Regions from separate parts of the Mus musculus genome. Here regions 2, 3, 4, 5, 6 and 7 are each linked to region 1. A link is a contact called in public HiChIP or PLAC-seq and promoter capture Hi-C data. All regions are on one chromosome and are shown on one strand. The core of a region is the stretch at or near the end of the contact, and the rest is flanking DNA. Distances in the headings are between cores, read along the strand shown. Region 1 holds the start of Slc25a28 (solute carrier family 25, member 28). Region 2 holds the start of Lzts2 (leucine zipper, putative tumor suppressor 2). Region 3 has its middle 18 kb from the start of Loxl4. Region 4 holds the start of Crtac1 (cartilage acidic protein 1). Region 5 holds the start of R3hcc1l (R3H domain and coiled-coil containing 1 like). Region 6 overlaps Crtac1 (cartilage acidic protein 1). Region 7 has its middle 40 kb from the start of Gm25216.

Region 1 (3,417 bases), core at 165-2,664:
TCACGCTGAAACCCGAAATAAAAAGCAGTTTTGTGTGTGACTGGGGATGGGGTTGGGAACTTAAGAGCTTTATTTTCCAAGAGATCACGACACAAACGTTAGTAACTACTGCCAAAGATTAGTTGAAAGACCCGTCCGCCGAAGGGCTAAGCTTTAGAGAGGAAATGGAAAAGCCTCCAACCGTTCTAAGGAAGCGCTACGAAAAGATGGAAAAGTTTGCAATTGCGTCATCATCTCATTAAAATAGGTTGTAAAGGCAGAGCTAGAAACTGGGGAAGCGTGTGCAAACACGCTGCTGAGAAGGGAGCCTGAGGTAGCCTGCAGAACCAGCGAGCGGAAAGGGGCCCTCGCTCCTCAGTAGAGGCTGAGGCTCGAGAGTCGCTTCAGTGCCCGCTTCTGCTCAAGGTAGTGGCCCTGAGGACCAGACGTCCCTAGCATCGTTTTACAACCGGGGAGCGGTTCTCAAGAAGCAGCAGCTCAGCGGTCCCGGAGAGAGAGAGCGGACAGCCATCAGACCCGGTGGAGTTTATCAGCAAGCGAGCTCGGGATACGAAGTTCAAGTGTATGTCTCGGAACAAGCTCCACTCCCAGGCATCAGCAGTTGCTCTGCCGCGATTGGGATGGTGCTCCAAGACCCTGACACCTGTCGTCGCCTCCGAACCATCCCATTTCGCCTTCTCCTTTCCCAACGCAGAGTCCACCCAATGAGAGCTCATCGGTCCACCCACTGGAGGGTTCACTAGGCGGCTTTGGGTGGGAGGCCCAAGGCGAGCGGATCTGCGCTGATGGCACACCACTCCAGAGCCACCCGAGGCTCACAGCCGATCTCCCCTAGCGGCGGGTTGGGCCGTGCCAGGGGACGCAGGGTCCGGGCTGACTCCGCCCCCGCCTGAGATCCCGCGGGAACAGTCGCACCGTGCTACTCGACACCCGGTGCACGCCAGAGCACGCGTCCTAACGGCAACCGACAGCGGTTTGACCTTGAAGGTCTGGCTGGCACCGCCCCCTCTCCCCGGCAGTCCCGACCGCCACGCACGCCGCGCCGGGGTACAGCCGGGAGCCGGTCCCTGTCCTCCAGGCGCTTCTCTCCACATCCAATGGAAGAACGAAGTGGTTCGGGCCAATGGCCACCGCCAAAGTAGCTAGAGCGGTTGAGCCTATCAAAGTTCAGCTTTACGTTTCTCCCGCCTCCGAAACGCTAGGGGCGGGTCGATCGGGCAAGTCCGCCAATCAAGAGCCAATAAACAAGACGCTTCCAAGATCAAAGGGGAAGGGGTGGGACCTACGGGACTAATGACAAGCTATCTGACGAATAACACAGATACATTTTGGCTCCGTAAAAAGGGGGCGGAGACACGTTAGGGCCTACACCAATGGCTGTCTGGGGGGCGTGTCCTCGGGGCCAAGCGGGAGCCGGAGGCCCCGGGCTCTCTGGGCCGCGCCTGAGGCGGACGCAACGGGGCCGGGGGGCGGCGGCAGTGGTGGCGGCAGCGGCGGCGCGTGTGGGCGCCGCGGCTGGCCGAAGTGGATGGAGTTGGAGGGGCGGAGTGCAGGCGGCGTGGCGGGAGGACCAGCTGCTGGGCCCGGGCGGAGCCCCGGGGAGTCGGCGCTGCTGGACGGGTGGCTGCAGCGGGGCGTGGGCCGGGGGGCCGGCGGCGGGGAGGCGGGGGCCTATCAGCCCCCTGTACGGCTGGATCCGGAGTCCGGCCCGGAATACGAAGCGCTGCCGGCTGGAGCCACTGTCACCACGCACATGGTGGCGGGCGCCGTGGCAGGGATCCTGGAGCATTGCGTGATGTACCCGATCGACTGCGTCAAGGTGAGACCTGGACCAGGCTGCGAACCGGACCTGGGGCTGACCCGACCCTGAACCTTGTTTAGAGCCAGAATCCCAACTGAGACCCAGAGCTGATAGGTTTCTTCCTGGCTCCTACCTCTACACACGGTTTGAGCCAATACTCCGTGCAAGCAAAGTCCTGGCTGGTAGATGAGCTCAGTCAGGAACCAGGACTTACTTCTAACGGTCAGTGAGGCGAAGCAAAAATCTTGTCAGCCAAAGACTTGATCCCGATTGGGACTAAGCAGGGATGGGATGGGATTGGGGGGGGGGGATCCCGAAGCACAGGTAAGTCTATAACAAACCAGCTGGCATGAAATCAGACGGTGAACTCTATCCGATAGCTTGGGTTGAGATGTGCTTCGGGTCGGCGCTTTCACAAGCTCCTTGCTGCGTCTTTCCTTTAAAGTGACGGGGCAGGAACCGGAATCTGGGATCTCTCAGCTAGATAAAAGTACGTATTAAATCTTAACCTGGGAGTGGTTGAAAAAAAAATCATTGTGCAGTCAAAAGTGAGAGTTCCAGACTGGAATGGATGTGGGAATAAGGCATGTTAAGAAAAACGGTTTCGGTTTCTCTGCGAGGCAAGATTGGTAGCCCATCTATTTCCTGAACGTAAAAATTGAGCTGGGACTAAGATTCTATGTTGAGGGAGCAAGTGCATCAGCCCCTTACACAACAGAGGTGAAACTGATAGTCTCTTTCGTTGGGCCCCTGAATTTGACAAAAAGGAAAACAGCTGGAGGGAAGTGTGATGATATTAGAAAGCAGATGTGGAGAAACAGAATGAGATTATCAGGGTACGCTCAGGGCTGGACGTAAAGCCAACTGCATCCACAACCAAGCAGGACGGTTAATACACATACAGGTCAGGTCTCTGGGAAGAAGCCTGGGGGAAAATGGAAACATTGTTTTTCCTTGCTGTTCTTAGACTTGTGCTTGAGTCGAGATGCCAGCTACTGAAAGGGCAGTAACTTCAAGGGGGTTCTTGAAATCGTCGATGCTTTCTTTACACCACTTGTGTAGGCACTGGCCTGTCAGCTCTTTGATGGATGCTTTCCCGTTTAGGATAGCATCCACGTCAGCCATGCAAAAATCACTTTCTTCTGCTTGCCCCTGGATTCAGTACTGTTTTGCATTTTCATTTGTAAAGTGGATAAGGAACTAGGGAAAGTGCTCCCGAGGTTTTGTGAATGAGTTTGGGTGATGGAGAGAGAGTTCCTGAACTTTTGTGAATGGCATTGAGTTGGCCAGGGTTTTCAGTACACTCCAGGTTAGCTCCTAGCAGGCTAAGTGCACCTGACTGAGGTAAACATGAGCATTTTAAATGTCCTTGCCACTGGAGAGAACTAGACCGTGACCTGGAGTTAAGGCTGGAGGTGTTCCTTGGGTAGCAGCGTTTCCCAGATAACGTGCTGTGACTTACCTTAAAAGAAAGAATAAAGCCTGTATGAGAGAAATCACTAATGAGCTGTAAAAACGAACATATAGAAATAACAGTGAGTCAAACATTTATCAGAGAGACTGTAGGTTGGATGTCTTGAGTTAATGAAAGCTATATATCCAAAAGTTAAGCTTCA
Region 2 (3,721 bases), core at 923-3,422, 1.3 Mb before region 1:
AACTGTGCAGTCCATGTGGGTTTAGACAGATGTCAGTACGTTCATACATGTGTGTATATGTGTGTGTGTGATGTAGGGGACATGACAAAACCAAACAGGGTTGTGCTATGTACCATAGGTGGGCCTCAAACTCAGATCCTCCTGCCTCAGAGAGCTGGGATTCTAACCTTGTGCAAATATGCCGAGCTGTATGTGTGGTTTTTTTTGTTTTTGGTTTTGGTTTTGGTTTTTCGAGACAGGTTCTCTCTGTATAGCCCTGGCTATCCTGGAACTCACTCTGTAGACCAGGCTGGCCCTGAAATCAGAAATCGGCCTGCTTCTGCCTCTGCTTCTAAAGTGCTGGGATTAAAGGTGTGCGCCACCACTGCCCACTGTGAATTCTTTTTTGCTGTTTTGTTTGTTTTTTGTTTGTTTGTTTTTCCAAGACAGGGTTTCTCTGTGTAGCCCTGGCTGCCCTGGAACTTGCTCTGTAGAGCAGGCTGGCCTTGAATTCAGAGATCCACCTCTTACTGCCTTCTGAGGGCTGGAATTAAAGGCGTGTGTGTTACCACCACCAGGCTGTATGTGTGAATTCTTATGTTTTACAAAGTTATGAGTTTCGTAACTTAGAAAGCACACCACACAGTTATTAATGTGTATAAAACAAATGAATCTGTGGGCTCTGGATGTCACTATATGGCAAAAAGAGAAATGTTTGGATAGATATACCAGTTTGTGCACACATATGTGAGGTTTGTGTAAATACCACTAAATCTTCCAGTCACCTATCCTCAGTAAGCCATTCTGCTTCTTCTCCTAGCATGAAATTCTAGGGAAAATCCTCCTTTCTTTGGGTCCATTGAGTCAAGTCTCTCATAGACTGAGACACACAAATCTCTACAGGACGCCTGCAGTTCTCCTGGGACAGTTACATGGATTCCTACTGTACACAAGAAAAGTGTGTGAAAGCTCCCCAGGACCAATCTGTATAAGTGAGCGTTCTGGGAGTGCATGAGGACCTGGGTGACATTCAAAGCCACCAATGTGAATGGGGACTCCTCCTCCCTAAAACTTTTTTTTAACTTAAGAGTTTGAGGAAAGGTGAGATCACAGTGCCTGACGCCCTTGCCCCATCTTATCTTTGTATATTGTTCTCCACTAAGTGCCTCTAAGTGTTAAGACCAGAGACTCACAGGAGTCCAGCGTGAGGAAGGAGTTGCTAAGAGCTAGGGTAGGAACTGAAGTGTAGCAACTTCTCTGTAGGGTAGGTACTGAGATCGCCCCCAAAAGGTCCAGCCTAGGGATGGAGACTGCTCCACAGTATAGTGAGGAGTGAGAAGGGGCTGGCACTCCTGTCCCTACTCCAGAGGACACAGAAAGTGAGACCCAGAAGGAAGGGCAAGGGCCGGGGTAGACACTCAGAGAGACAGGAGCCAGAAGACAGAAGAGACAAAGGCCAAGAGGCTCAGACACGAGGAGCCAGAGGCAGACCCATGAGTTAGGGTCGCTGAAGCTACACAGGCAAGGACCCCTAAAGCCAGAGGAGCCACAGAGCTGAGCTCTGAGGGCCAGGCGTCAGGAAAGCCAGGCCTAGCCAGCCTGGCTCCCGCTTTTGAGGCCCAAGAGAGAAGGAGGGGCAAGCGGCTCCATTTTGAGAAATGCGTTTGTAGCTGTGGGAAAAAGAAAGCCCTGGTTCTCCCCAGCACTCCCTGACCTATCACTATGGTACACAGACCCCTGCGCCCCCACCCCAGCAAGTAAGCTGGGGGTTCTAGAGTCTGGGGCCGCGCCAGGGCCTGAGATGAGTCTGGCCCACGTCCCAACTCTCTGACCTCAGGGCTGGGGTTGGAGAGTTGGGGAAAGTCCCCCCAAACACACACACTCAAACTCCAGAGACCAGTCAAGCAGGATCCAGTCTGGGATCACGAGTTGCCATTCCGAGACTGAAAGCCCAGAGTCGTCGTGTCCCCCCACCCCCCCCCCCGCCACCCACAATAGTCCGCTCCTTCCATAAACTGGGGGCGTCTATGGAATGCCACCTCCCCACCGGACCGCATCGCTTAGAAGTTGGGGCACCCTCAGCCCTGGACCCCTCACCTCCGCCGCGCTGCTCCATGCTCAGCCCCGGGCCGCCCCAGCACTCCACAGGCGCGCCGCCCGCTCCAGCCCGCGCGCGGCCACTCGGAGCTGCCCGGCTCGGCCCCGCCTCCGCCCAGCCGGCGCCCCCGGCCCTGACCGGCCCCCGCCCGGCCCGAGTGGGCGGTGCGCACTGATGGGGGGAGGGGTCCGAGGGGCGTTCCCGCCCCGGGGAGCGGACACGCGCAAGTAACCCACGTCACGCGTGCCAGCCAGGGCGCACGCGGGGGCTGCTCGGCGGCGCTCGGGATTCCTCCCAGAGTGGCCTAGCAACTGTGTGTGTGTGTGTGTGTTGTGTGTGTGTGTGTGTGTGTGTGTGTGTGTGTGTGTGTGTGTGTGTGTGTGTGTGTGTGTGTGTTAAGTGTGGTGTGTGTGTGTGCTCGGTAGCGCTCGGGATTCCTCCCAGAGTGGCCTAGCGACTCTGTGTGTGTGTGTGTGTGTGTGTGTGTGTGTGTGTGTGTGTGTGTGTGTTAGGAGGCTCGGCCGGCTCGAGACTCATCGAGCCGGGTCACCATCGCCTATCCCTGCCGGAGCCCAAGGGCCAGCGGCAGCTGGTCATTGTTCCAGCACAAAGAGCCAAGGCGCGGCGCCAGCCCCGCCCCTCCCCCTCCGCTCCTCTAGGAGAAGCTTCCCTCCTCAGTCTCCAGCTTCCCGGTCCATGGGGAGGCCGAGGGGGTCAGCCATCCCTCTCCAGTTGCCGGCTCCTGGGCACAAGTTGAGGGACTGGCTCGGTCGCTGTCTGTCCCACCCCCAGCAGGCTGGAGGTCACACGCTTGGATTTTCCAAATCGGCGCCACCTGGTGGCCCTTTCCAGCAACTTACCAGCCCCCCCCCCCCAAGACCCCCACCAATCCCACTCCCTTTCCAGCACAGCACCCTCGGGCCGCGAGCCCAGGCTTGTCCCTGGCATGGCTCCAGCCTCCCTAGCCGAACCTCGGGGGTCATTTGCTATGAGAAGGGTCGCTGCTCAAAGGGGGTGGGAGGGATACCTGACCCCCAATAATCTCAAGAACGAACAGCTCAAACCTACACTGGCTCCGCAGCAGACATCCCAAAGTCTCTCTTGGGGTCACAAATATTTTTACCCTCTCGAAAACAACAGTCTTAACACCCACACGACCTTTCCCACATTCAGTCTCGGGCAGCCACAGTCAGTCTCATCCATCACGTGGCTCCATAGATCTTCATTCCATAATCCTTCAGGCCAACTCACAGAAGGCTTGGTGTTTCGTGCACGGGAGAGTGCACAACAGTCCTTTGCATCCAGTCACATTCTTTAAATACACTCAGCCTCCCAACCCTCTTCCACGCAATGACAGCCGGATTCAGCCACTCTGGAAACTTCTTACATCATATTCACAAACTACCCACTTTCCCTGAGGGGTCTCTGTGACCTGCTCAGGTCAGCCGACCTCACATGTTCTGGCAAGGCCATCCTCCCTTCCCCGATCCCCCCCGCCCCCCCCCCCAAGGTCTGCCAGAGCTGGGCTCAGCCCCAGGAAGAAGCACCCCCCCCCCTTCCAGGCCACAGCCTGGCCGGCTCTCAGCTCTATTTTTAGCTCCATGGAAAGGGTTGTTTTTCTTTCTTTTTCCCTGGAAAGGAAAA
Region 3 (3,731 bases), core at 111-2,610, 1.0 Mb after region 1:
GGTTCAGGTGAGACTCATATGTGTTGTGGTACTGATCACTCAATGGATAACCGAATAATTCTGGGTTGAACAGTCCCAGCTAGACTGGAATCTCCAAAAAGACTGCCTCCAAGTCTTTCTCCAGGGGAAAGGTAGGCATCAAACTTGGACGAGACCCAAGATTATCCTTTCTGGGTCAAACCCTCTTGCCCTGCTGGAAGGAGGATAGACAAGTTTTTTGTCTGTCATGGAGATGACTGGAAACTGTAGAACAGGAGACATGCTTGCACGAAATGTAACCCTGGCCCACCTTCTCTGCGGAGGGTGGAGTCTTTGAAGTGCCAGGCTTCAGAAACACCACCAGGTGGGGGGATCCCTACTGGGTGATGGCTGGGTCACCTACTGGGTTTCAGGAAACTAAGATAGCCAGGCAGGAGGGATGAAGTAGAGGGTCCTCCTATTGGGACAGGAATTGGCCCCAAATATGCAGCCAGGGACACAGGATGTGCTCCAGGCTCAACCCCTACTAGTGTCCCCGGAGTCCCCACAGAACCGTGCCCGAACAGGCTAAAAGCTCTGGAGGCTGGCTGCACACAGGTTTGAGGTTTCTCTGAGTGAAATTGCAGCTGTGTTCCTGTTTTCTGTTTTCCTTGAACTCTGTCACACCCATGTCTACATGACACTCGGGCCTTTGAGCTCTGAGCATATTTTTGAAAAGGGAAAATCTGGGTCAGGCCATCACCCTCTGAGGCAGGTTTCAAAGGACTTTCCATTCCCCAAAGCCCTTCCCTTTGAACTTGGCCAAAAGCTTCCTCCTGGGCTGATATTTCTTCTTGGCATGATAGCCCAAAGGTGAAAAATGCAGGACAGCCTCCGAAGCAAGTGGGTGCGGTTGTTTTGAAGCCGGGTGAGTAATCCGGGGAAAAGTACTGGTTGCTGACACTGGTGGCCCCAGAGCCACCTGGGATGGCCCAGCTCTGCCCAACACCTAGCCCATCACTTCAAGCCATAAGAATGTATTCCAAGAATGTACACCCCGCCCCCCCAGCCCCCAGCTACAAATGGCTAGAGCCACCACCGAGTTCTTCCCCCTCTTCCTTCCTGATGCAACCTTGTGTCCCCGGAGTCATTACATAGCCTCAGACAGGCGCAGAGACTCTGCCAGCATCAGCTTCAGCTGGGAGCTTGCTACCCTGGGGTCCCTCTTCCCGGCATCCTTGCGTCATTCATGCATGCTTTCCTAAATTCCTGGCTAGTTTAGCTGACTCCAGCTAATTCCGCTTCCGGAGTCTTTCCTAGTAAAAAGGGTGGAGCGAGACTGCTCTTTGATAGATGACTGGGGTGGAAGCAGAGGGTGGTTTTCCTTTCTCTGGAATCCCAGGGAGTGGGCGGAGCTCCAAGTAACACTCAAGTGTGATTCACACCTCTGTCCCTAGAGCCAGCCAGCTGCTCCCCAGAATCCAGACCGCAGAGGGTCTTGATGCCTCCTGACCAGCTTCTGGGCACTCCAGGGAAAGCCTAGGAACTGGTGCTCCTTCAGACTGGGTGGGAGAAGGGGGTGGTCAAGAGGGAAGTCCGTTCTGAGGCCAAGGCACGGCAGAAAGTGGGGTCTGCAGCACCAGCCCCCTCCCTGGGATGCTTCCCTTCCTGGCGCTGTTAGGTCTGGTACATGCTAGCAACCACGTGTCTTTTCCTTCATGCTTTTTATCTTATTTGGAGCATACAGCTGGCTGAGGGTGTTGCTATTGCTGACCTGGGAGTGCTGGCTATCAAACCCAGGGTCTGAAGCATGTCAGGAAAGTGCTCTATTACTGAGCGACATGTCAAGCCCTGCTGTTATGTTGGTTGCCTTGGGATAACTGTATCTTTGGGTGTGTGTGTGCAGGGGGCTGGGGGGCTGACTGGGGTGGGGAGTGGCTTACTGATGGTTCATTTGTAGCAGCTTGAAGGCCTGCTATGTTAGGCAGATTCACACACAGTCCATTTCAGTCAGGTTACTAGCCAAACCTCCTGCTACCTTAGCAGTCACATCCAGAACCCCTGACCACTGCTAACGTGTTCTCTCCACTGTGGCTTTGCCTCTTCTAAAATGTTCTAGAAATGCAGCCAAGAGGTCTTTAGTGCTGAGGCTAGTTCCTGTGGCCACAAGGTGCCTCTGAGGGTCACCGGCCATCGCGTTTGATCCTTGTGTGGCTGAGCAGGGGCCACCATGTCCCACAGTTTTACTTATCTACTGAAAAACATTTGGGATGTTTTGAGGATTTTTGTTTGTTGATTTTTGAATCCAGCTGCTAAAAAAGCATTCAGGTATACATTTTTATGTAAATCTATTTTTATTCCCTTAGGGAAACACCCAGGAGTGAGTTGGACTATATGCAATATGTATATTTAACTTTGTAAAAAAATATAATTAAATTGTCTTCCCAAACTAGTTTTTGCCAGTTTGCACACTAAGAATGGGCATCTTTTCTTTTTGACCTTCACCTGAAAGTCAGGTCATCTCCCCTGCCAAGGCAGGGGCCAGAACTTAATGAACTGAGATAAAACCCAGGACTAAAGATGAGTTGAAGAAGCTAGGTGGCTTTAATCCTAGTGCTTGGGAGGCAGAGGCAGGTGGATCTCTGTGAATTTGAGGCCAGCATGGAACTCACTACAGAGTGAGTTCCAGGACAACCAAGGCTACACAGAGACCTTGTGGTGGGGGCAGGAGGGGTATTTGAAGTGATTGTGAGTCTGGTGAACCCCTGCTCATGGTGGGAGGAATTTCAACTGGTTCACAGCCGTTGTCCCAGTCAGGACTGCAGTGTGCCTGTGGGCAGGTTTCTCTGCTTCTCTGGCCCTCAAGCTTCTGCTCAGAATGAGCCCTGCAGGTTCAGCGAGGCCACAATTTGCGGTACTTCAATTGTTGCATAGCGAGCCTCTGAGCATCAGAATTAAGCTCTAAATAAAGGCTTAGGATTCAGGTGTGGTCACTTCCAGTCTATCCCAAGGACATGACATCCTCCAGAAACACAGAGGTGAAGATACGCATACTGGTTTGAAAATGCTTTGCTTTGAATGAAGTTCTCAGGCGTGTGCAGAGTATTCTCCGACCAGGAAGATCCAGTCCGGCAAGTAGCTCTCGACATCCTTCTAGCGTCTATCTGGCAAAAGAGGCTAGAAATGTGGGCATGTCCCTAAGGTCTCTCTAGTGCCTCTGATTCCTCATTCCCCCGGGTTTGGACTCACCCTCCACTGTCCCAGACTACAAAGATCTCCCAGAAAACATGAGGTTAGGGTTGGGGGGGGGTGCATGGATCCTCGCTGGGGAAAACCTTGTCACAGCAGAGCTATGACAGTGACAAGCTATTTAACTCTACCTGACCTTACTTTTCTCATCCTTAGGAAGATCTTGGAGTCCTCACAGATAAGGGCTAGCCTCAGGGCCAGTGAGACAGGGTAGCCTCAGGGCAGCCTGGCACATGCTCTGTTTTCAGGAAAAGTTGGGTTTCTTTCTGTATTGTTCCATTTTTCCCTTATCTTCAAAGAACATCAGATTCTAAACCTTCTCCCAGAGTTTATAGTATATAAAACAGTCCACTTCATCCATTCTAGAAATTTAGTTACACAAAATGAATTCACTAGCAACAAGGCCCTCTGTGTAGGGAAGGTCGGGTCTACCCACATTCTACCACCCAGCCAAAAATAACTTCAACATTAGTTTCACGGAGGGTAGAAGACCAGGGGATCTTATGCAAGAGTTGCTCTGGCCG
Region 4 (3,458 bases), core at 576-3,075, 1.2 Mb after region 1:
GATGCAGAACCTTGGATTATGTTCTAGCAACACCCCCTGCCCCCGACACACACACACACGAGAGAGAGAGAGAGAGAGAGAGAGAGAGAGAGAGAGAGAGAGAGAGAGAGAGAGCATCTTTCCCAGAAGCACATCCACACATCCATTCAGATTCTCACAGGGTACAGAACAGTCTCCGACCCCTAGAGAGAGGTTGATTACAAACCACTGGCCTGGAACCCTGAAGAAACAGGTTGATATTGGGTCGAGCACCCAGAGTCTCGGGATTCCTAATGATCCTGAAATTATACTCGAAAGTCACTTATGGGTAAACGTTGGCCAGTTTTTCCAGAAAGAGACGCCAGTGACTTTCGCCAGATTCTCAATGGTTCCTCACCGCTGAGGAGCTCCTTGGCGGCCCAAGAGATGGACTCTGCCTACGCTTAGCTTCTGCTTTTAAGAGAAGAGCACAAACGGGGCTGACAGTTCTAATCAGTACTGGGAGATAACCAGGTCCAGCTAGGAACTGGTTGACAGGGAACTCTATAGCAGAACCTTCATCCAAGTCTTTTTAAGCGTCAAACATACAGACGCCAAGCTAGTTAGTGAGTAGTGATCGCAAAGCCTTTGGAGCTGAGCAAAGAGTCCCATATCCTTCTCCGAGGCCTCGGGTCTGGCTTTCAGAAATCCACCGGTCTTATTCATGAAAGGTCAAAATTCACTACTTGCTGAGCACCTATTATAAGCCTGGTTCTATTGTAGATGCAAAAGGTCCATTGATGTGGACCTTAGCAAGTTACCTGCCCCAAACACAGGTATATGGGGAGCTACTAACGAAGTCATCTCCATGTTAGTTGCTCTCCCACCACTACCCTTGGGCCAGAGAGACCAAAGCCATTGCACCCAGCTGTGCCAGCTGGTGACAACGGAGAAAGAGCAAGCGGTAGTACTCCGTGTGGGCAAAAGATGCAGACGCCCTGAGCAGGTGGGCCAGGCTCAGCCCTGGTGGGTGTTGCTGGAGAGGGGGCTAGGTACGGTGAGGACTCTGCCTGCGGGGGCGGAGGGCGCGGATGTGGGAAAGCAGACTCTGCCCGCAGTTGCCTGGGCCGCCGCGCCTGACCGCCGAGCTGCGCTCGCCTGCTCCCCGCCCTCTGGGACCGTGGTGAAGCTCTGTTCCCCATACTGAGCAGTCCCCCGGAGGCGCTCGGACACGTCCCTAGGCTGGATAAAGATCGACTCGGAGCTCGCTCCCCAGCGAGAAATCTCGCCATCGGCGTGGCTCGCGCGGCCGCTCTGGCCGGGCCTGGGAGCCGCCAGATCGCTATCTGGGAGGCAGAAAGACAGCAGCGCGGCCGCTACCCCCCGCCCTGCGCTCCGCGTGGCTGCGGGGTCCTGGGGCTCGCCGGCCTCCCTTCCCCCCCTTGCACTGCCTTCCCCGCGCTCCCCCCCCCCCCGGGGACATCCGCTTCCCGCCCGCCCGGTCCCCAGCGTCCCTCAAGGCGCCCTCTCCCCACTCGCCAGGCCCCGCTGCCTCCTGAAGGTTACGCGGCGCGGCGGCGGGGCGCGGCAGAGCACGGGGGGCACCCGCCCTCGCCGCCGCCCGCGCCGCCGCCCACCCCAATGCCCGCCGCGCCGGGCCAGCCTGGCTGCCGGCTGCTGCCACCGCAATCCCGGCTCCTAAATCAGCGCGGGGAGGCGCCCCTTCCCCCACCCGGCTCCTCGGGCTCCCCGGGCCGCGATTGGCCGCGCGTGCGCCCCCCAAGCTTGGGCCCCGGCTCCAGCTGCCGCGCCATTGGCTGCGGGCCTCCGCCAGCCTTTACATAAGCCCGGGCGCGCTCGAGTGGAGTTGTATAAAGCGAGCGCGCGGCGTCGGGGCGGGAGGCTCGAGGCCAGCCCGGGACCAGGGCTGGGCGCTGCAAGGCGGCGGCGCCAGCGGCAGAGGCAGCATCGAGCGCCCGCGCTCCGACGCCCCCAAGCGGTGGGGCTGAGAGAGCCAGAGGATGGCTCCGAGCGCTGACCCGGGCGTGAGTATCCGCTCCTGGAGCCCCCACCCCTTCCGGCGGAGAAAGTTTCGCCAGCCTAGCGCACCCCTCCCCGCACGCCCCCAGGGGTGGCGGGGATGCAGCTGGGGACCTGGGAAGATCGGGACTGCGAAGGCGGCGACGCTGCTCCCAACTTGCCAAGAGGCGCTGGACTCTATTGGCGCGCAGATCCTCCCCGCGGGCTGGGGGCAAGGCGGGCGCCAGGCTGGAGGTGGTGGAAGAGATGGGAGCCGAGGTGTGGGGGTGACAGCCCACAGTTGGCAGAGAACGTGTTAGTGGCACAGAGGATGGAGGTCAGCGGTTTGAGAAGGGGGCAATGGGGCTAGTAGGGGGCGGAGCAGGTGAAGGCTGTGCTGAGGGTACCCGGGGAGTCACCCAGCTGGCGGGCTCAGTTTGGGGACGACTAAGCTACCATCCTCGGCCGACTGCCAACGCTTCCAGGTTGGGGAAGATCCCCCGGGGCATAGCTCTTCTCCCGGGAAGCCGAGCTGTCTCCCCTTGCACAGCGCTGAGTGGCAGAGTGCTCCCGGAGCCAGCCCGGTACACAGCGTAGCTGCCAGCCGCCTTTTGCTGGACCGAGGTGTGGTCTGGCTTTCTAGCTAAGGATGTTTCAGGCAAGCTCTTTTCTGGCATTCTAGGGGAACCATGGGGTCCCCCCCCCCCTTGATCTTATGGAATCAGATAAAGGTTTTGGTGGGGCAGCAGGCAGGCTTGGGGGCATGCCCAGCAATGCAGCGTGATTCTTTTGCAGTACAGTAGTTGGGAGCCCTGGTTAGTCCCGCTTCTGCAGAAACCAACTAAAGAATCCAAAGTCATCCCAGCTGGGATGGGAGCCTCCCTAGGGGTGGGGGTGGGGGGTTCCTTCTTGAATGACTAATGATTACTATTGCTATTGGGTGGGTTCACCTACCGTGACATCTGTACATCTCATCCGTCCTCCTGGAAGCGTTCATGAGTTGCACTTGAGGTACCTTCTGGGATGGGTGCAAGACTTCGAAAAATGAAGCCAGTTGGAAAAGAAAGCAAGAAGGTTCCCAGAGTAGAGGACAGCGGTTTGATGCTGTGTTGAACCTGGGAAGAACTCCTGGGGAAAAGCTATCAGGGGAGATTTGAAACCATGATAACTTGGGACAGGAAGTACCCACGTTGAATTAAAGCAGATCCAGAGACTTGAACAGTTCCTCACACTTGGGTATTGAGACAGAGACGTGGAGGGTGGAAAAATGGGAATATGAACAGTTGGCCCAATATGGTCTTCAAGGAGGCGTTTTTTCCCCCTCTCTCTTTCCTGTCTTGGTTAAAAAGCCTCTTCTGGAGGCAGGTTCTAAAGTCAATTTGGTAGGCAAGGAAGGGAGTTTAGTTCTTGGTGCTGGACTAGATTAGAACACTTTGGTCTCCAGTTGGTGCTGATAGATTCTGGAGAAGGTTGAAGGCTGC
Region 5 (3,760 bases), core at 1,005-3,504, 1.2 Mb after region 1:
CTGGCCCCCAAGCCATTTATGTCTGTAAAGCTTCTCTCTTTGCTTTCTCTAACCTTGCTCCTTACAGATACACACAGAGCCAGGATATCTGCAGAGGTGGTCATTCATTCAGTTTCCACCATCAAGCCTCCCAGACTCCTTTAAGCTAAAACGTTTGTTTTGTTTTTGTTTCACACCGTCTCACCAGGTAGCTCTGGCTGACCTGAAACTGATATGCAGACCAGGCTGACCTTGAAATCACAGAGAGCCATTTGCCTCTGACTTAATAGGATTCAAGGCATGAACTGCCATGCCCAACTCAAGCTAAAACTTTACAAACAGCCTAACTTAAAAACTGTATGTGTGCTGGGTGGTGGCCCATGCTTTTAATCCTAGCACCCAGGAGGCAAATCTCTTGTGAGTGTAAAGCTGGCATGATCTACAGAGTGGTTTCCAGGACAGCCAGGACTATACAGAGAAACCATGTCTCAAAAATGAAAAACAACAACAACAACAAAAAAAAAAAAACCCTATACATGTATGCATATATGGGGGGGGGGAATAGAGACACAAAAATTGTCCTATAGAATTCTATTCTTGTCAATATCTGAGTCATAGTTAATTGTCCTGCTAGGAGCTACACTACATAGTGAAATACACTCAAGTACAGGTTACAAACAAAAGACCAGTCCAATTTAAACTGACAAGATAAAAAAATAAAAAAAAAAAGAAAGAAAGAAAAAGAAAAGCAATCTCTAGAAAAGTATTTACTTAAGAGCATACCCAATAACCACGTCAGAGCAGCACTATGGGAAACCTAGGCAACCCTAAGAGTGAAAAAGAGTAATTTTTTTTTTTTTAAAGAGGAGCTCTTCCTGGCCTGGAATTCACTACCCAGACTAGGCTACCAAAATCTCCGAGACCAGCCAGCCTCCGACTCTGGTACTGGGATTAAAGGCTGCTGTTGCTTGTTATTGTTGTTGTGGTTACTACTAGGGAGAGAATTCAGAGCCTTATGCAATCTTACCAATGAACTACAGACACCTCAACCCTGCGCTAAATAGCTCAGGCAGCTATTATTACATGAGTAAGTAGTGCCTGCAACCCACAAACCCTAGACACTGGTGGTTCAGCACCAAGCTTCGGGAGCTCTAAGTCTTAGGGGATGCTTGTCATGTGTAGTGCTTCCAAGAGCGGAAACCGAGCAACAGGGGCAGCTGGCTGTGTGTCGCATGCTGATGGGCCTCGAAGTTTGACACCGATTCCACAGGTGGTCAAGCCCTAATGTCACCTCTCCGCTTGAAACCTTGCTTTAACACTTGTAGGTTTCATCGCAGTTTCTAAAGACACCATTAACTCCGGTCTTCATAAAGACATGACCGTTGATTTTAAAATCCAACTGACCTGGACCACACAAGAGAGGGTACAGGAACTTTATTTTAAATGTTTTCTAGCACAAACGTCTCACACATAGATCATAACACTGAAAAGCATAGTACAAAAGACCCTGCACCCCCTCTTTTTTTTTCCAGACAGAGAAACCAAGGTGGTGGTAATAGGACTACAAAAGACCACAGGTCCATCAAGTGGCCAACCCATCATCCTCTCAGGATTCAGACTCTATAAACCCCGTACTCTTTCCCTCACAACTCAGATGCGACGAAAAAAAAGTTTGTAAGACAACTTTCGATAAAGTGGGTTGGAAGTTTTCTGAGGACCGCCCGAGAAGAGCAGGAAGAACATCCTACTTTACAAACTGTTCCCGGCCAGCCCATAGCCCGGGGGTCCTAGCAGCGGAGCAGAAGTGCCACTGCCCGGGAATCGCCCGCGGCCCCGGGCTGTCCCGAAGCCACCTCGGTGGTCCACAGCTCCGCAGCCCAGAGGGGTCCTAAGACCCCGCTCGCTACCTGGTGACTGGAGACGATTTCTACCAGAAAGAAGCATTAGGGCAGAGGCCCAAGGCAGGCCTCCGGCCCCTTAGAAAACAGAAGAGACCGGAGGGTGGCCCTCCCGCCCCGGGGCTCCAACAGGTCGAAGGGCGGAAGCTTCCCAATAACCTCCGCCCCAGGCGGGGGCCTGCCCCGCGCGTCACCGGAGGAAAAGAAAACCAGCGTTAACACACAGGAGGAAAGAGGGTCCTCTCCCGAGCCGGAGGAAAGACGCGAGGGCAACCAGCACCAGCTCAGGGAGAGAAAGAATCGGGTTCAAGGGTTCGTGGTTACCGGGACGCTGTCGCTCTCCGCTTCCGCTGCCACCATGAAGCGCCTGCTCTTCCGCTCGCCGCTGGGGTGCGCGCCAGGCCTTGGCTCCGCCCACGCCGCGGGACCTCCTGGGAGTTGTAGTCTTCGCGAGCCCCTGTCGCGTCGCGTGGGGGGCGGGGCCGGCAAATGGAGAGGGCGGGAGGGCGTTGACGCTCCTCTATCTCCTGTATCGTCCATCCTCCATCTCAACCCTCAGCTGTGAAAGCGCTCAAATCTTCTCACGTCCTGCTCAATCATAACCGTGTCTCTTTCCTCGTCCACGGGCGAGTTTCTTCGAGCGTAATCTGCACTTAGCGTCTCTACTTCCTTCCTTGTGTGTGCTGAGTTCTACACTGCAGCTTCTGCCCCCCGCAGAAAATGTCCTTGTTGCAGCCAGTGTCCTTGTCGCCAAACCCACTGCAAGTATTTTCAGGCTGTCTAACTTAAGCATTAGTCATTGAAGCTCTTGGACATTATCATTTATTTTCTATGACACTATCCAGCTTTGCCTTCCTCATTCCATGCCGTTCGACTCGGTCTCTTCCTGTAATTCTCCCCCCCCCCCCCGAACTCACCTCTTGAATATTGTTCTCTGCAATTCTTAGAATAAGGAAGGGGAGCGTCCAGCCCGGCCCCTTTTTTTGCTTTAGCTTATCGTACTCCCAACTTCTAGACGACCCTATCTCATTCCTATCTTGCAGACTTGTCAAAAAATGGCTTGAACGCTTTGGTGGCGCGAATGGTATAGCCCTGTGATTGGCAAACAGGTGAAGTGCCCAGGATTCGATCTCGGAACTATACAAGAAAAAAAGAAATATTTGAAAAGTTCATACTGTGTCTCTCCTCTCTGTTCACTGCCTTCCCATCTATCTCCAATGCCTCTTCATCTACATTTGAATGCTAACCAAACCCTGTAGAGGCTCTCTCTCTAGCATTTGAGTCTGTTCTTTATTTCCACTGCCAGATACTTAATTCCCACTTGCTTAGTTTCTTAGCTGATTACTGTTCTCCTTACTGATCTCAGTACGGCTGTGGGGTCCTTACTGCCAAAGGCCGAGTTGTGTAAATAACAAATTTAATCAAGTCGTGTTTGTGTTAAAACCCTGTAAAGACACCATTCGATTGAGTTTGAGAGAAGGAATGAAGGTGAACACCTTGGAGCTTTTACAAAATAGTAGTTCCCAATCCACTACTCTCCTTCCCATCCCTTACCAGATCTGATTATGGGATAGGTTAGATGTGAGCCTTCCTAAAAAGTTTCCCCCTCGGGTGAGCTGACCACTCAGCAAAATGGTTGTATATTATTGCTTACAATGGGCCAGTGCTGGGGCCGAAAATAATGAGCAGACCAGTGCCTACCCCTGTGGATTTATGGTCCCTTAAGAAGAGACAGATACTAGTCAAATGGTTCCATAGCAAAAAACAAAAGCAGCAACAACAAAAAAAAATCGTCATCAGCTGAGCTAGGAATTGTGGGAGTAAAGTAACCTGTCCTTCTCTCTACTTCCTGCCATAGCCTAAGCTGGGGATCAAAGCATGGT
Region 6 (3,239 bases), core at 558-3,057, 1.4 Mb after region 1:
TGATCTTAATATAAAAAGATTAGACAACATGTTCTCTAATCGATACGTATATACCAGCATTAACGTTAGGCACGCATCGTATGTGCACAGAAAGGAAATGCAGAGAGCATAAGCAATTGCTTCGGTCTGTGTGGCTAGATCACTACAGGGACTGGCACCTGTTCTGGGCACAGTGGAGGGCACTCAGTTCTCCTGAGTACCCCTGTTGGTCATTATCTCCATCTTGCAAATGAGGAAAACATGGATCCTAATGTTAGAGGAAGACTGACCAGGAGCTGGTGATTCTCAAATGACAGAGCTGGGATTCAAACCCTAGCCTGCCTGAATTTGTATTTTCTACCATATGTTCTAGTATATGTGTGTGCATTCTGGTTTTTATTGAGAACACATAATATTTATGTAGTCTGGGAAAGAAGCAATAAATATTTAGGGGACCCAGGGCCTGGTTATATGAGCATGTCCCTGGGCTATCGCGCTTGGATGGGTTAGCCTGAGCCTGGGGCATCTGTCACTCCTAAGGCAGCCATTTGCTGTGCTGGCCCTAAAGGTACAAGCTGATTTTTAGACATGGAGTCCTCCCTCTTGCAAACTAGCAGTAGCTGACACCTACGGAGTGTTTCGCATGTGCAGGGCTTTGCCTAAATTTTTCATCAACTCTCTTGGGAATTTGACGAATTATGAGCCATAGTCCGTTACTTTACAGAGCAGAAATCTGAGGTTAATGCTAAATGCACTGACCCAGTTCACAGCTGCTGAGGATAGGAAAAGGCTGGCTTTGGACTCCTCCTTAGACACTGAGTTGTGAGCTCTGTGGCTCCGCCTCCTGTGTCTTCTCCGCCCCTTTCTTCCCGACATGTATATCTCCTCAGCCTTTGGGTATCCCAGAAGGCCATTCAAGCATCAAGGTGGCTGTTGTCTCAAGGTGGGATGTTTATCAAGCTAGATGTCAGCCCTGCTCCACTGGACAGAAAAAGAAATCGAGGCTCCCAGAGTAAACCAGCAGAGAGACAGGGCCTGAGCTGAGACTGTCTGACCTCACATCCTATAGACAGTCTTTGGTATTTTGAGATGTGTATTAGAGACCTCCCTGGGTCCTTTCTCTGTCTAGAATCTGTCATCACCATTGGAGCCTGCTTCCTTGACTGGACAGCTCACAGGATCATTTGGTGAGATCCAGGGTGCTCAGGAGTCATCTACCACCCAGGCTACATAAACTACATCTGACTAGGGGCCCCTCCTGATGCCAGCCCTCATGACTGTGCAAAGAAGGGATTTGCTGTTGGTTTAAACCAAACTGCCGCAAGGGTCCCACACCCTACCCCTACCAGGCTCCTCCTTTGTAGGGCTCCATTCCCAGCAGGACCCTAAAAGGAGGCCTACTCTTTGGAACAGACCCTTGTTAGTTGCCTAAGATGGGTCTCAGGCATTAGAGCAGCCTCCGGGATCATTACAGAAGCCTGAACAGTGAGTGAGACAGGCCAGCTCCATCCCTGCCTTTCAGGGCCCCTTAGGATTCCAACAGGTTCTTTATGGGCCAAGCATAGAGTTGTCCTTGCTGAATGATGGGAAAGGCAGCAGTAGGGCAGAGCAGGCAGGGAGAGAGACGGTGGGGGAACCAGGTAGTGGTAGTGGTAGAGGAAAAGGAACAAGAGAAGAGAATAGGGCAGAAGCAGAAAGAAAGAGAGGCAGAGACATGGGGAAGAGAGGCCGGAAGAAACGCTCCAGTCTGCTGGGTAAACCCTGGAAATCTCATGTAAGGCTGTCATGCAAAGCTAACTCCGATGCACCCGGTGCTGACTTGGAGTTTGAGAGTGTGGGAGTTTTGTGAGTCAAATCAGCCCTGCTCTGGACAGCTTTGCCAAGGAGAAGACTGGATGGGGGAGGGGGTGGCTAGCAAGATGGTAGGAACTAAGAAGGCAGGGGCAGGGCTGAGAGCGTCCCAGAGGCCAGGCTAGCTTGAGCCCAGGCCCAGTGGTGGGAATATTCAGTTGGGGCGATAGGAGCAGAGTCTGGAAAGTGGGAGCTGGGCCAAGCTCCCTCCCTGGGGTCTCCAGGGGAGGCTTGGAAAGGCTGTGGTAGACAGTGGGTGTCCTGTCATATCCAGGAACGCCAAGGCAGCACTGTGGTGAGAGTCACTGTGCAGGGGCAGCATCCCCCACAACACTCGTTCTCAGAGGCCTCTTAAAATTTTTCTCTTGATTGTGAGAACAATGTGTATTGATTATAGGGAAATGAGACAATACAACAAATCATAAAAAGAAGTAAAAATCACCCACAACCTCATCACAGTGCTTAGAATATTAAGTAAAAAACACAAACATCTCCTTCACCCCAGCCCCATTTGATCCGTTCATTCCGTTCGTGTGCACTGAACACCTACTAGGTGCCCAGCAGGAACTACATCGAGACCCTTGCCTTGAAAATCCCTGTATGCTAGTGAGAGATGAAAAGCACGGAATACATGGTGAACAGAATAAGTAGGTGAAATAGACCATGTTAAGATTGCATTAAGTGCTACAAAGAAAGAAAATGCCAAGCAGAAAAGGAAGTTAGGAGCAGGCGGGAGAAGGGACAACAGCAATTTTCAAATATGAGGCCACGCTTCAAATAAGCCATTCTCCCATGCAATGCACACAGGGGCACGTATATAAATATACATACTACTTAGGTTTGGGGTTGGTTTGTTGTTTTGTTTTGGTTTTTTTAAAGAATGAAAAATGGCAAGCTTGCTTTTTTTACTGCCCTGAACAGTGAAAGCCTGGCTGTCCCTCCACCACTGTGCACGTCTTTTATTTTCCTCCAGCTCCACAGAGTATCGCACTGTGTGGCAGCATTCATAACTTATTACCAAGTCCCCTGTTGATGGACAGCTAGATTGTTTCCAGTTCTGAGCAGTTGGGGGTGAGAAATGCCTGCCCTGGGGTTTTCGGATGCCTGAGAACTTGAGTAGAGGGTGAGGCTGTGTCCAGGGGCCCGGATCTGGAAGGGGAGCGCTGCAAGAGGCCCTCCAGACAGTGGGCACACAGTTCTGGCCCAACCTAAGCAACCCCGTTCCCTGATGGTCCTCACTCCTGAATTCCCTCCCCGCTGTTCCTTTCTGATGTGGTGAGCTGGTGCTGGGGGACGGGAAAGGGGGTGAGCACAGAGGTGAGTACCCAGAAAGTATATAACCTCAGCCCTTCCGGTCCACACGGACTTCCGGTCCCCACAGGAGGACGAGGGCGGGTCAGACTCCCGGA
Region 7 (3,290 bases), core at 61-2,560, 1.0 Mb after region 1:
TGCGCCCAAGGAACCAGTAGATAAATGGGTGCCTTTTCCCTACCACCCATCAGCACACTCCCCCTTGTGGTTTGAATGTGGAATCTCCCCCACAGTCTCATGTGTTTGAACACCTGGTTTCCTGCAAGCTCTGCTGTTTTGGAAGATGGTGGAAACACTTCAGGTGGAGTCTTGATAGAGGAAGTATTAGGGGCTGCCGTGAGCCTTACATTTTTGATAGCCTTGCCCTCACTTCCTGTCAGCTGCTTCCTGGCGGGTGGTGTAATGGGACCAGCTGCCTTCCCCACCGCACTGGGTCTGTATCCTTACAACTGTGAGCCAAAGTAATTTCTTTCTCCCTTAGGTTGCCTCTTGACAGGTTTTTGGTCAGAGTAACACAAAAAGTTAAATATTTCCTCTTCTTACACCTTGCCCTTGGGCCTGGATGCAGAGGAAAAGGTAGATATAGAACTCGGCTTCCCATAGTATGAGTAGGGAGGGCTTATTGCTTCTTCTACAGCGGTGGTTCTCAACCTGTGGGTCTCAGTCCCCTCAGGATCAATGGACTGTTTCACGGGGGTCACCTAAGACCACCAGAAAACATAGATATTTACGTTGCAATTCGTCACGGTAGTAAAATTACAGTTATGAAGTAGCAACAGAAATAATTTTATGGTTGGGGGGGGTCACCACAACACGAGGAACCATATTAAAGGGCCACATCTTCCATCTTCAGCCCTCTGAGACCTAAAATACAGCATAATGTACATCAGGTATGTCCAGAGCCAGCCACTGTGAGTTTAGGCCTCACCTCTGATGCTTGTCAGTATATAACGTCATACATTCTTCTCTGTACCTCAGTTTCCTAACTATGAAATGAGATATTTGGTTGTTCCCCTCATAGCTTCTGGGAGGACAAAGTGAGTTCGATAATTGTCCTTTCCAAGCCTCTGTGCCCCTACTCTATGATACCCCAAGCGAGGGGACAGCGGCCTCCAAGCCAGAGAGAGAAGGCCACTTCTCCTCCCCACATCTTTCTCTGGAGCACCTGGCAGAAAAGATCCTAAGGAGAAACTGGGAGACCCTAGCGCGCCAACAGGCCCTCGGAGGGAGGCCATTTCTGAAGCAGAGATGAAGTGACTGGGGCCGGGCCTCTGTAGATCAGACCTAAGCAGAGATGCCAGCTCCACCCCAGAAATCCTGGAAGCCAGTTCCACCTCTCTGGGGCTCAGTTTCCCAACATAACATGAGGAGCACCCTTGGACTCCCCCCTCATGGCGTTACTGGGACATTTAAATGCATGTGACTCAGGACAGACTAGAAACAGTGACTACTTGGTAAGGTATGCAGAGATTCCCACAGATTCTTGATGACCCAATCTGAAGGCTAAGCTCAGGGGGGGGGGGGGCATGTCTCACAGAAGAGCTGGTGGCTCAGAAAGCCTGGTGACAGGCCTGAAGCCAGTCCAGGACCATGGGACATCAAAGAACACTGCCAGGCTATTTTCCAACCTAGAAACAAATGTCACCACGCCCATGTAGGCATTTCCGTCTTACCACAGCACTGGCAAGCTAAGTGGCCTCCAAGCACTGACTCTGCTGGGTAAACAGCCCTGGCTACGTGTCACTTTGGAGAAGAGCTATGGCCACGAGGTCCAGGCTTGGAAGCTGGGTCCTGTCAACAGATTCCCCTCTTCAGCCCGCACATGGATGTTCGGACAAAGTCTGGCTCTTGGCAGGGTGAGCTCAGCACAGAGGCAAGCAGAGTCCTGTGCACCACGCTGCCAAGCCGGCCCAGAGGCAAAGGGCCCGAATCTGTTGTTTTCCAGTGTGTTCCTCTGATTACAATTCAGGCTGCATCAGTCTCCTGCTGGAACCCGCTCCTGCATGTGTTCCGAAAGCCACGCGGCACTCACGTGCCTGAACACTTGTTTGCTGACCCGAGGGATCCCTCTAGCTCAAAGGCTGAGAGGTTTGAGTAATCCCCCAATTTGGAAGGACACCCGTTTTAAGCTAGATCCTAGCTGGAGCTAACATCTTTTCTGACCAAGAGAGCAAAGAGAAGCTTCTGTAGTCCTCGCAGCAGAGCCCCATGGTCTGTTGAACAAAGAAAGGGGCGTGTCCTTCGGCTTTGACAGCCCAGGCCCCCACCGTGGAGCTGCCTGCAGGCCGATGGGGCTCCCCTAGACTATTCCAAAGATGTTTGCAAACATTCCCCAGGGGCAAGAGGGCAGTAGAGGAGGGACCATTGCAAAATTCAGAAAAGTCTGGACTGAAAAAAGTTGAGCCAGTATTCTTCTTAGAACCTTTAAAAATAATGTCAGTGAGCTCTAAGAGAAGTTTCTGGAAGCCCTGCCTCTCAGTTATGCTTGACAACTTCTACCTCAGTAGTGTGAGGTTGCCAGGACTACCTACTGGCCTTCCCCACCCCACACATACATGGCTCTAAGAAGGTATCGATAAAAACTCGTCGAACTTTATTTAATGCTAAAATTCCTTTCATGGATATTTGTCGGCAGCTTAGAAGAACTTTATCCTTGACATTCAAGAAGCACATTTTAATGTCCCCAAGGGTCCCTCATGTCTAGGGACAGTTTCTACCTTTGGCTCAATTAATTGTGGCTTAAATTCCAGCCCAAGCTGTCACTGGCTTCATTTTTGTTTTGCTTTGTTTCATTTATTATTGACGTGGGCACAGGGATGCACTCCCATAGCACACATGTGGAGGCCTCGGGGCAGCTGGGAGAGTCTGCCTTTTCTCCTATTACCTTTATCTGGGTTGCAGGGATCCAAGGTAGCCAGCCAGCCTTGCACAGAAAGCACCCATGCTGAGCCGTGTTGCTGGCTCCTGAGAAATGTTCCCTGTGATCTTCATACTAACAGGTCAGAGAAAAGCCACCAGTCACACTCAGCCCAAGACCTTGGTTCTCCTTCCTGGATGTGTGGCCCTGGACACATCCCAGACTCTGTGCCTCCTCTGGATCCTGGATTCTGTTATCTGCTAGGCTCACATGGAGGATTTAAGGAGGGAGCGTGTTAGACACACAGTAGGGGCTTGTTAGACACACAGTAGGGGCTTCCTCAGCATCAATCCCTTTCCTTGATACATTGTTACGCTTCTGAAACACTGGGCAAGTAACAGAGACAAGTTGAACCTAAAAGCCTGGAGAATGTAGAAAATAAAAGAAACTAGAAAGCTTTACCAACCTATCATTGTGAACGCCAAGGAAGATTCCAGAACATTGGCTCCATTGGCTGGAGGTAAGCATCTCCTACAGTGCTGGCCCAGTGTAGAGAGGCCTCTCCTTAAGG

Evidence for each region. Promoter capture Hi-C pulls out the DNA fragments that hold promoters and counts their contacts. HiChIP or PLAC-seq counts read pairs in DNA pulled down with a chosen protein or histone mark.
Region 2: a contact with region 1 is called in a FOXA1 HiChIP or PLAC-seq map of pancreatic cancer cells. The contact joins the promoter of Lzts2 here to the promoter of Slc25a28 in region 1. A contact is called at or near these places in 3 of 39 promoter capture datasets (cranial neural crest, hippocampal neurons and pre-B cells), 1 of 484 Hi-C or Micro-C datasets (CD8 T cells) and 2 of 115 datasets of contacts at active chromatin or transcription factors (double positive thymocytes and pancreatic cancer cells).
Region 3: a promoter capture Hi-C map of the 3T3-L1 cell line shows a contact between it and region 1, with 2.5 times the contacts expected there. The contact joins the enhancer-like site here to the promoter of Slc25a28 in region 1. A contact is called at or near these places in 6 of 39 promoter capture datasets (the 3T3-L1 cell line, frontonasal cranial neural crest, hippocampal neurons and 1 more).
Region 4: a contact with region 1 is called in a promoter capture Hi-C map of hippocampal neurons, with 4 times the contacts expected there. The contact joins the promoter of Crtac1 here to the promoter of Slc25a28 in region 1. A contact is called at or near these places in 5 of 39 promoter capture datasets (cranial neural crest, frontonasal cranial neural crest, hippocampal neurons and 2 more) and 2 of 115 datasets of contacts at active chromatin or transcription factors (astrocytes and embryonic forebrain).
Region 5: a promoter capture Hi-C map of liver shows a contact between it and region 1, with 8 times the contacts expected there. The contact joins the promoter of R3hcc1l here to the promoter of Slc25a28 in region 1. A contact is called at or near these places in 13 of 39 promoter capture datasets (the 3T3-L1 cell line, the C10 cell line, the HPC-7 cell line and 8 more), 3 of 484 Hi-C or Micro-C datasets (CD4 T cells, CD8 T cells and embryonic stem cells), 7 of 115 datasets of contacts at active chromatin or transcription factors (the 230-238 cell line, astrocytes, bone marrow-derived macrophages and 3 more) and 2 of 9 other capture datasets (adipose tissue and liver).
Region 6: a contact with region 1 is called in a promoter capture Hi-C map of hippocampal neurons, with 3 times the contacts expected there. The contact joins the enhancer-like site here to the promoter of Slc25a28 in region 1. A contact is called at or near these places in 6 of 39 promoter capture datasets (the C10 cell line, frontonasal cranial neural crest, hippocampal neurons and 2 more) and 3 of 115 datasets of contacts at active chromatin or transcription factors (embryonic forebrain, embryonic stem cells and pro-B cells).
Region 7: a promoter capture Hi-C map of liver shows a contact between it and region 1, with 2.4 times the contacts expected there. The contact joins the enhancer-like site here to the promoter of Slc25a28 in region 1. A contact is called at or near these places in 6 of 39 promoter capture datasets (the 3T3-L1 cell line, cranial neural crest, hippocampal neurons and 1 more) and 2 of 115 datasets of contacts at active chromatin or transcription factors (astrocytes and pancreatic cancer cells).

The regions. Positions count from the first base shown.
Region 1 is chr19:43,672,878-43,676,294 of GRCm38.p6, reverse strand. It overlaps Slc25a28 (solute carrier family 25, member 28), which reads left to right and starts at 1,414. Exons shown (of 4, transcript NM_145156.1): 1 at 1,414-1,819. The coding sequence starts at 1,529. It overlaps BC037704 (cDNA sequence BC037704), which reads right to left and starts at 1,117. Exons shown (of 1, transcript NR_045645.1): 1 at 1-1,117.
Region 2 is chr19:45,016,586-45,020,306 of GRCm38.p6, reverse strand. It overlaps Lzts2 (leucine zipper, putative tumor suppressor 2), which reads right to left and starts at 2,172. Exons shown (of 5, transcript NM_001130526.1): 1 at 2,077-2,172.
Region 3 is chr19:42,629,345-42,633,075 of GRCm38.p6, reverse strand. No RefSeq gene overlaps it. Among named protein-coding and RNA genes, the nearest start is that of Loxl4, 18 kb to the right of the region's middle. Within about 2 kb of position 1,360, at least 90 of the 459 cell types and tissues checked have an H3K27ac peak or open chromatin away from gene starts, as enhancers often do.
Region 4 is chr19:42,430,155-42,433,612 of GRCm38.p6, reverse strand. Crtac1 (cartilage acidic protein 1) reads left to right here and starts at 1,825. Exons shown (of 15, transcript NM_145123.5): 1 at 1,825-2,003. The coding sequence starts at 1,980.
Region 5 is chr19:42,517,299-42,521,058 of GRCm38.p6, reverse strand. It overlaps R3hcc1l (R3H domain and coiled-coil containing 1 like), which reads right to left and starts at 2,254. Exons shown (of 7, transcript NM_177464.4): 1 at 2,202-2,254.
Region 6 is chr19:42,292,024-42,295,262 of GRCm38.p6, reverse strand. All of the region lies in intron 11 of Crtac1 (cartilage acidic protein 1), which reads left to right. All of the region lies in intron 1 of Gm34347 (a long non-coding RNA gene), which reads right to left. Among named protein-coding and RNA genes, the nearest start is that of Mir3085, 13 kb to the right of the region's middle. Within about 2 kb of position 1,807, at least 26 of the 459 cell types and tissues checked have an H3K27ac peak or open chromatin away from gene starts, as enhancers often do. A contact at or near this core is called in hippocampal neurons and second pharyngeal arch cranial neural crest, where this site is marked.
Region 7 is chr19:42,658,376-42,661,665 of GRCm38.p6, reverse strand. No RefSeq gene overlaps it. Among named protein-coding and RNA genes, the nearest start is that of Gm25216, 40 kb to the left of the region's middle. Within about 2 kb of position 1,310, at least 109 of the 459 cell types and tissues checked have an H3K27ac peak or open chromatin away from gene starts, as enhancers often do. A contact at or near this core is called in astrocytes, liver and pancreatic cancer cells, where this site is marked.